3 separate regions of the Sus scrofa genome follow, and regions 1 and 2 are each linked to region 3. A link is a contact called in public Hi-C data. All regions are on one chromosome and are shown on one strand. Each heading gives the region's core, a stretch centred on a gene start, on an enhancer-like site or on the middle of the called end of the contact. The rest is flanking DNA. Distances are from core to core; before and after follow the strand shown.

The links. A called contact is a pair of places that touch in the nucleus more often than the background predicts.
Region 1: a Hi-C map of liver shows a contact between it and region 3, with 3 times the contacts expected there. The contact joins the enhancer-like site here to the promoter of RHOU in region 3. A contact is called at or near these places in 2 of 5 promoter capture datasets (fetal skeletal muscle and liver), 25 of 47 Hi-C or Micro-C datasets (adipose tissue, alveolar macrophages, brain and 14 more) and 1 of 2 datasets of contacts at active chromatin or transcription factors (skeletal muscle).
Region 2: a contact with region 3 is called in a Hi-C map of embryonic fibroblasts, with 2.6 times the contacts expected there. The contact joins the enhancer-like site here to the promoter of RHOU in region 3. A contact is called at or near these places in 11 of 47 Hi-C or Micro-C datasets (adipose tissue, brain, embryonic fibroblasts and 4 more) and 1 of 2 datasets of contacts at active chromatin or transcription factors (skeletal muscle).

The regions. Positions count from the first base shown.
Region 1 is chr14:60,555,018-60,557,717 of Sscrofa11.1, forward strand. The region is part of intron 2 of LOC102163174 (a long non-coding RNA gene); the gene reads left to right. Among named protein-coding and RNA genes, the nearest start is that of RAB4A, 28 kb to the left of the region's middle. Within about 2 kb of position 1,329, at least 31 of the 83 cell types and tissues checked have an H3K27ac peak or open chromatin away from gene starts, as enhancers often do. A contact at or near this core is called in adipose tissue, brain, fetal liver and 1 more, where this site is marked.
Region 2 is chr14:60,572,076-60,574,775 of Sscrofa11.1, forward strand. All of the region lies in intron 2 of LOC102163174 (a long non-coding RNA gene), which reads left to right. Among named protein-coding and RNA genes, the nearest start is that of RAB4A, 45 kb to the left of the region's middle. Within about 2 kb of position 1,361, at least 16 of the 83 cell types and tissues checked have an H3K27ac peak or open chromatin away from gene starts, as enhancers often do. A contact at or near this core is called in embryonic fibroblasts, where this site is marked.
Region 3 is chr14:60,676,273-60,678,972 of Sscrofa11.1, forward strand. RHOU (rho-related GTP-binding protein RhoU) reads right to left here and starts at 1,310. Exons shown (of 3, transcript XM_021072737.1): 1 at 1,049-1,310. The coding sequence starts at 1,310.

The DNA.
Region 1 (2,700 bases), core at 79-2,578, 120 kb before region 3:
ACTTTAGCTCCCATGTGGAGAGCGAGCTACTGTGGGGCCCTCAAAATAAAGTCTTTCCAGTGTGCTGTGGTTTTCATTTCTTTTTTGCAAGAGGCAGGAGACTTAAAAGGTTTGGTCTGGCATTGAAAGGTGGGGTGGAAATAATGGACACTCAGTTGCCTTAGGCGGTCGGAAATTCCTCTGGCCAGACAAGATTTAAGTGGTGTGGTAGTTTGTTTTTTAAAAAGTACTTGGAGCTCCCATTGTGGCTCAGTGGTAACAGACCTGACTTGCATCCATGAGGTTTTGGGTTGATCTCTGGCCCCACTCAGTAGGTTAAGGATCCGGTGTTGCCATGAGCTGTGGTGTAAGTTGTAGGCATGGCTTGGATCTGGCATTGCTGTGGCTGTGGCAAAGGCTGGCAGCTGCAGCTCCAATTTGGCCCCTAGCCTGGGAACTTCCATATGCCAAGGATGTAGCCCTAAAAAGACAAAAAAAAAAAAAAAAGTACTTAGCCATTCCAATGCTTTAACAAATACTCTATCAACAGTGGCAGGTGTTTGCTTTGAAGCTTAGCAATAATATGAGGTTAAGTATGAGTTGTCATGTCAATCATTTTTTTCTAGGTTCTGTAATTTTTTTTCAGTTGAGGAAGCTTATAATCAGTGAAAAGAGAGTCCTTGCTCTGCTAATTTTTTTTTTTTGGTCGCACCCATGCATGTGTGAGTTCCTAGGCCAGGGTTGGAACCTGTGCCAAAGCAGCAACCCAAGCCACAGGGGTGATAACCCTGGATCCCTAACCCACTGTGACACCAGGGAACTCCCCTGCTGAGCAGAGGCCTGAGAGGAAGGAGTGGGTTGTGGTTTGGAGCACTGGGGGAGGGGAGCATAGAGCAGCCCCCCTCCCCAGCCCCACCCCTACTCCCTGTGCTGGCCTGGGAAATGTCCCCCCTCCTCCACTGAGTGCCTGCAGGGCTGTCACCATGATTTAAAGCCCTGAGAATCTAAGTTAGCAGGAGGTAGGTTGAGGGTGGATGGTGTCATTCTGGCCCTGAAAGACCCCCATAAATCAGTGACAGCTCAGCCTCAAAATTCCCTTCCAGCTGGTTTCCGGAGGCCCACTCTGCTTACACCAGGGGCAGGCGCTGATTGCTCGAGTGGGTGGGCACTGCCCAGGCCACTCGCCCTCCTGCAGCTCCTGGCAGTGGGCTTCTTCCTGCCACAGGACCAGGGGCGGCGATGGGGGTGCGGGGCTGGCCCAGCCTGTCGCCCAGGTCCTGGACTGGGAGGTTTGACTTTGATGGTAGTGCTGAGTCTTTAATGCAACGATCCTGTTGTGTTGGATAAACACAAAGGCGCCCTCTGAACAGGGGACAAGACTGGTTTGTTCCTTCCTTCTCCTTTGTGCTTTGTTCCTAGCCTGTCCCTGGCACGGCTGTGCTATGGCCAGCTGCCAAATCTCTGCTGTGCCCTGGCATGATATGGGGACACATCAGAAGGTCACCCTGGGTCCTGCCCCTGAGAGTGGAGGAGAGGGTCCCCGGGTACTGTCGGTTTCAAGGTTTAATTGTGTTCCTTGCCTGGCCTCTGGCCTCCACCTGGTTCACCTGCTCCTCCGCCTAAAAGCTGACGCCAGGAGCCCATGACGTGACTGCTCTTTGTCCTCTTCTGTTCCTTGCGCCAGCAGATTTGTGTTTTATGGAAGAGTCAGGCGTCACACAGGCTCAGCCAGGGTGAACTTTGTCCCTGAGCTCATTTACTTCTCCTGCTGGGCAGGTAAGGACAACCTCGTTTCTTTTAGAAAACAAGATGGCAAAGAAGACCTGGCAGAGACTCAGATCTGTGAGGGAGATTCAGATGTCTCTACATCTCGGTACAAATGCCCAGAGGGACCTGAGTGCAGTAAAGTCACCTCGGGTGCCCCGGTGCAGGGGTAGGATCCCTTCCAGGAGGTTGGGTGGTGCTTCCTCTCTGCCATGGGGACAGGGGTCACCTCACTGTGGACCCACAAACACTTCCTTGGTTGGTTGGTTTTCAGTCACAAAGGGAAGAAGAATAGAAAGGAGCAGTAGACATAAAAGCACCTGCCACTCTAGCATCCCTGTCCTTGCATGCCCAGGGTGGGGTCCCTGTCCCTGCACACTCAGGGTGAGGTCATATCCCTGCATACTCAGGGTGAGGTCCCCATCCCTGCACACTCAGGATAGGGTCGTGTCCCTGCATATTCAGGGTGGGGTCATGTCTCTGCACACCCAGAGAATCTGTTCCCTAAGCAGTTGCTCTGTCCCCATGGCCCTTGCTGGCTGTTTCTCTTCTGTCTGTGCCTTTCTGGTGATGTGGCCTCTTGCAAGTTACTCCCCACCCCTGTGCCCCACCTCCAGCATCTGCTAAATTGACTAATAATTATGTCATCTTTAGGAGCATGATGATGGGTAAATCAGATAGTGCAGAGCTCTGGAACAGTGCCTGGCACAAGAAAAGGTGCAAATACTCTTTCCGTTAACATTTCCTGTCCATCTCTGTATGTTTTTTTACTGTTGTTTTATTTTTAGTCAAGGATCAGATCTCATTTCTGGTCTTTTGTGTTTTGAATTCAGACCGTGGGAACACAGTCTACTTGCCTTTGAGACTTTTCAATCTGAAAGGTCATTCACATCTTAGGGACAACTCTCATTTGAACTGTTCCCCTTTTTCCTCTTGAGTGTGCAGAGTGACGTGTTC
Region 2 (2,700 bases), core at 111-2,610, 100 kb before region 3:
CAGAACTGGAGTGAGGGGAAGCCTCTTCTCACCATCCCTGCAGGGCCACACCACACTCCGGGGTGGTAGAGAGGCGGTAAGACATTTTATGGCTTTTGCTGAGACAGTCGCTGATGCCAGGCTGAGCCCAGCCTCCTGGAAAAACAGGTTCTCATCTGGCTGCAAGGATATGGGATTGCGAGAGAGTGAAGGGGCCTGGGTCTTCACCAGAGATACCCCTGTGTCTGCAGAGCTTTCTGTCTCCACCTCTTCATCCCCAGGCTGCCCCCCTGCTGGACCTCGCCACCTGACTTATTTTTATATCAATCCTGCCACCCATGGCTGTGTTCTGGCACCAGCCACCCGGGGTGAGAGCAGACCCACACATTAAAAGGCATGGTACCCAATAAGACTGCCCAGACACAAACCTAGGAGGTTCCCGTGATCCCCTCAGGCTTCATAATTCACTAGGATGATTTAAAGAGCTCTGGAATGTGCCATAACTTCTGTTTTATTATAAAGGTCACAGTCAGGAGTTCCCTTTGTGGCGCAGTGGAAACGAATCCAGCTAGGAACCATGAGATTGCAGGTTCCATCCTGGCCTCGTTTAGTGGGTTAAGGATCCGGTGTTGCCGGTGTAGTTTGCAGATTCTGTGTTTTTGTGGCTGTGGTGTAGGCTGACAGCTAATTTGACCCTTAGCCTGGGAACCTCCATATGCCGCAGGTGTGGCCCTATAAAGCAAAAATAAATAAATAAAAAAAATTAAAAAAAAAAGGACACAGTCAGAAGCAGCCTAGTGCATAGGTTCATTGGGTGGGCTCTGAAGGAACCCTCCACCCTGCTGAGAGGCACAGCACCTTTCCAGCACATAGATGTGTTTGCCAGCTAGGAAGCCTGCCAGCTTCAGTGTGAGTTGCCCTAGGAGGGCAGGATGGGCTGAATCAGTGGCCATGTGACTGGAGTCCTTATCCAGGCTCCACCCTCCCTGGAGGTTGGTAGGGCTGATGTCAGCAGCTCAAGCCCCAACCCTCTGATCAATCACAGCGTTGGTCTTTCAGCAGGACCAGCCCATCCTGAAACTACCTAGGGGGCCCTGAGAGCCTCCTCCTTAGCTAATGTTAGCATAAACTCAGGCGGGGCCAGGGAGCATGAATAATGAAGACATTCCTATTACTTGGGAAATACTGAGGATTTAACGTAGTCTCCCTCCCAGGAACCTGGGACAAAGGCCAGTCGAAATCCTCATTATATGGTATCAGCACAGGCACTAGCTGTGAGCTTGAGGAAGCTCTAAAGGAACCACCCAGGGCTGTTCCCACCTCCTGATCACTCAGTGCAGATGCCTTCAGGCTGCGGGAAGCAAGCTCCTGGACGCGGAGGCTTCCCCAGAGCCAAGCGCAGCTGTGCCCTGATGCCTTGGTGCTGAGTGGAGCTCTGACATCAGTGTCTCAGGGCCTCCGCACTGGGACCAGGGCTCACGAAGCAGCCTGGGAACCTGGCCGGCCATGTGAGCCCCTGGGGCTTCTGCTCAGGAGTGACATGCAGTGTTTCCATCACATTTTATTGGCCAAAGAGGGATTTTTGTTGTGGGATAATGGTGACTGGATCTGAGCTCTAGAAAGAGGAGTTACTGATCAGGTGAAAGAAGCAAGGCAGACACAGGAGAGAAGGAGGGAGGGACCATGGGCAGTGGAGCAGCTGTGGGAGGAGGTGAGGTGAGGAGGGACCCCAGGGGTCCTGAGGGCCGAGCTTGGGTAATGTGGGTGCTGGCACCAGGCGGTCAGGAGGAGCCCACATCCAGCAAAGATGTTCTTTGCTTTTGCCGCATGATGCTGGAGGCAGTGTCTCACTTCCTGGGCCCCAGCCCATGCGGCCGGGGTTGGCGGGGGGTGGGGTGGCGGGAGAAAGAAATTTGGTGGGGAGACACACAGAGAACGGAATGGATGATGCCTCTTCATCTCATAAGCAATCAAGCTCCACCAGGCCACTGGCTGTCCCATGTTAGCTGAGTGCCAGGATTTGGACCAGGCGGGCCCTGTTGTATAACTAGTTTCAACGCACTGTTGTTTTCCTGCCTGTTTTTTTTTCCATGATGGAAGTGATTCATGTGCCATGCTGGGCAGGAGAACATATTTAGGTATTTCCTGGGTTTGAGCTCCACTTAGGGTAGAAACTAATGTTTGTGCTGAGGTGCGGAGTCCGTGCTAAATTGACTTAATTAATTCAAGGATTTGAGCATCACTGTGGGCAGTGGGGGTCTCAGTGCTGGTCACCTGCTGCCCTCCAGCCTGGCCGACACTAGGAATCCTCACATTTTGAACTGAAACAACTCAAAGGAGTTTGACAGCAGAGAAGTGAGGGTAGAGGTGGGGAGGCTGGGAGCCAGGCATTTCTGAGGAACATCCGCTTTTGCCTTGAACCTGGGCAAGTTGTGACGTGTTCTTAAGATTTGCCAGCTGTTGGTCCAAGGACAGGGATGGGGTGATGGTGGGATACCAAAGTTTACAGCTTTAGTGAAGTTCTGAGCCTTCCAGAGAGAAGAATGGATTCCTTTTCCTTCTGCTGTGATCACAACTATGCCCAGGAGCCGCTGCAGCCCCCTTGACCGTCACCAGCCAAGCCAGTCTCCCTTTGCGAGCTCTGTTGTCCTGGGCTTCTCTGACTTACAGTCAGTGTAGGGATCTAGGAGGCAGGTGAGAGGAGATGGTGGAAGGTACAGC
Region 3 (2,700 bases), core at 60-2,559:
AAAGAGAGGATTAAGAGAGAAAAGGAAAGAAAGCCATGGCCACCTTTCCACTGGGAAGAGGTGACTGGGGAGGGGCCTGCATCAGGATACTGCTCTGAGGTCTTTATGTGAGTGAAGCACTCAGCTTCCTTTCAATGCAACTTTCTAAATTGTTTATATAAATGTTTATACCAGTCAGTTGGGAGGGAAAAAAGAAAGAAAAAAAAAAAAAAGCACAATATCATTTAGGTGGGAAACCCACCAGCACAGCACTGTTTTTACTTAGGGGAACTTCCAGGTGGATGAAAGCAAGACCTTGCCACTGTGACTTTCTAAAACATCAGGAAACTTTTAAGAGCAAGAGAAAGTGTTTCAGACTGGTGTCTGTAGATTTTAACTTTTTCTTAAATTTCATAAAGACTTGAAAAACCAGTGTTAAGGATTCCTTTATCTTCGTAGATACCAAACCAAGTATCATAGCATCCTGTACAGAGAAGCGAGCAGCCTAATTAGATAGCGAAAAGATACCAATAGTCAGAAACACAGTCAAGCGGGGAGGTGGAAGCGAGGGAAGTGGGGGTGAGGTTCTGAGGAGAGAAATGTTTACTCTCCAGCTTTAATCCAAACCTCAGCCTTTCCAGGACCCCTAGTGCCATTTCCACCAAATCCATTCTCTTCCTTCGTCTCCGCTGCTCTTTAAAGTGACGACGCTGCCTGGTAAGGGAGCCACTGACAGAAAAGGATGGACCCTCAGGGCCACAGGTAATGGCACCTGCGCGTCACCTTCTGATCGAAACTGCAGCAGCGCCAGCAACATCGACCTGACGCAACTTCTAGCCGCAGGAAACTGACCAGGCCACCTGGGCGCGACCTGTGAGGTCCCGCCTTCTGCTCCTAAATGGCGAGGCGCCCTCCAGTCCTCGTGCCCGGGTTCGGGCTCCGGGTTCGGGTTCCGGCTTCCCCGCGGTCCCGCCGTTTGCCCCGCGCGGTCCCGGCACCGAAGCTCGGGAATCGTCCGCTTCCTCTCTGGGCCGGCCCCGCGCCGCCCATGCCCCCCCGCCCCGCTCACCCGAGAAGTTGTCAAAGGCGGTAGGGATGTACTCGGTGGGGTAGCCGTTGGTGGTGTAGCTCACCACCAGACTCGTCTTGCCCACCGCGCCGTCGCCGACCAGCACGCACTTGACGCCGCGCCCCTCGCTGCCGCCCGGGCGCCCTCGGCCCCCCGGCACCCCGGGCCCGCGCGCCCCGCGCCCCCCGCGCTCCCGGCGGGGCGGCACGGGCGGCGCTTCGCAGCGGCCCGGGAACGCTGGGTCCCCCTGCTGCGGGGGCATCGGCCCGCTCCCGCCGCCGGAGGAGCTGTCACCGACTGGAGCGAGAGCCGCAGCTCCGGGCCGCGCGGCTCCAGACAAAGGCGGCCGGGCGGGTCGCTGCGGGGCTGGGACTCGGGCGGCGCCGGCTCCGCTCCGCGGCCGAGGACTGCGGGCCGAGCGGCGCGGAGCCCGGGCGCGATGTCTCCTCCCGGCTGCCTGGCGACACTGCGCGCGGGGGCGGGCGCCAAGGGAGGAGGCGGGGCCGCCGGCCACTCGGTCCCCGCGCCGGGCCCACAGCGCCCCCAGCCTGCGCGCCCGGCCCCTGCACCCGTGCGGGAGCCGAGCGTGCGGGGGCGGGGCTGCAGCCTCAGGCCGAGGGCCCGTGGCACCCGCGGTGAGGACCCGGACACCCGCTGGGGGCGGCGCGGACGGGAGTACCGGCCGAGAGCTGCTTCTCCAGACGCACGGAACTGACGCCACCGCGGAGCGGCCCGCTCGTTGCCGCTTCCTTCGGCCACGCGGCTGGCGACCCGAGCTCCTCCTGGCCCCGTGGCCCTTGCCCCCTCCTCCCCGCCCAGTCCGGGCCTCCAAGCTAGCTGTGAGGGTCTTGGGGACGTATCGTCTGAACGAGGCTAACAGGCAACTCTTATCGTAAGGTCTCGCTGCAGCCCAGCGTGTGATTTTTCTTCGTCTAATGTATTCTTATATCTATTCTTATATCATCTGGGAGCAAAAGAAGGCCAAGTCCATTGTTAATGCTTGTTGGACCTGCTCTTTGGCACGCCATGAACCAAGAGATTTCTTTAGAGCCCCAGTTCCTTCATTTGCTTCAGTATAATTTGGTGACATTAATATTACCTGGGGGAAATTTTCATTTTTCTCTGACTTGTTCTCTGGCTTCCTCCTACATTTAGGCAGCAGTCTGTGGGGAAAGACAGGGCAGCCTTTCTGGGCCTAGTCGGGCCGCAAAGGCTCCGTCGGGTTGACAGTGGGGTGTGAGAAGAGGCACGTACTTTTAACATGAATAGCGAAACCAATAATAAAAATTACAATAGCTAATAAACATTGAGCCTTTTTTATATGCCAGACACTGGTAAGCATTCTGCATGAATTAATTCCTTTCATTTTATCATTACTGATAGCCATTTTAAGGGTAGAGGATAAGAAAATCCGAGGCACAGAGATATCAAATAAAATGCCCAAGGTCTACAAACGAGGAAGTGGTGGTGTCAGGATTCAGGGTCTAGCTCCAGGAAGCTAAAATAAGCCAGAGTGATAAACTCAGACTTGAAAGTTTGGCGGTAGGTGGAATGCAGAGGTGAGTCTATCAAGATGCTACACGCTTGAATCCAGGCTTCCATTTGCACAGAACGTCTCCAGGGCCTTGGGGGCCCTAACAGTGTGAACACAC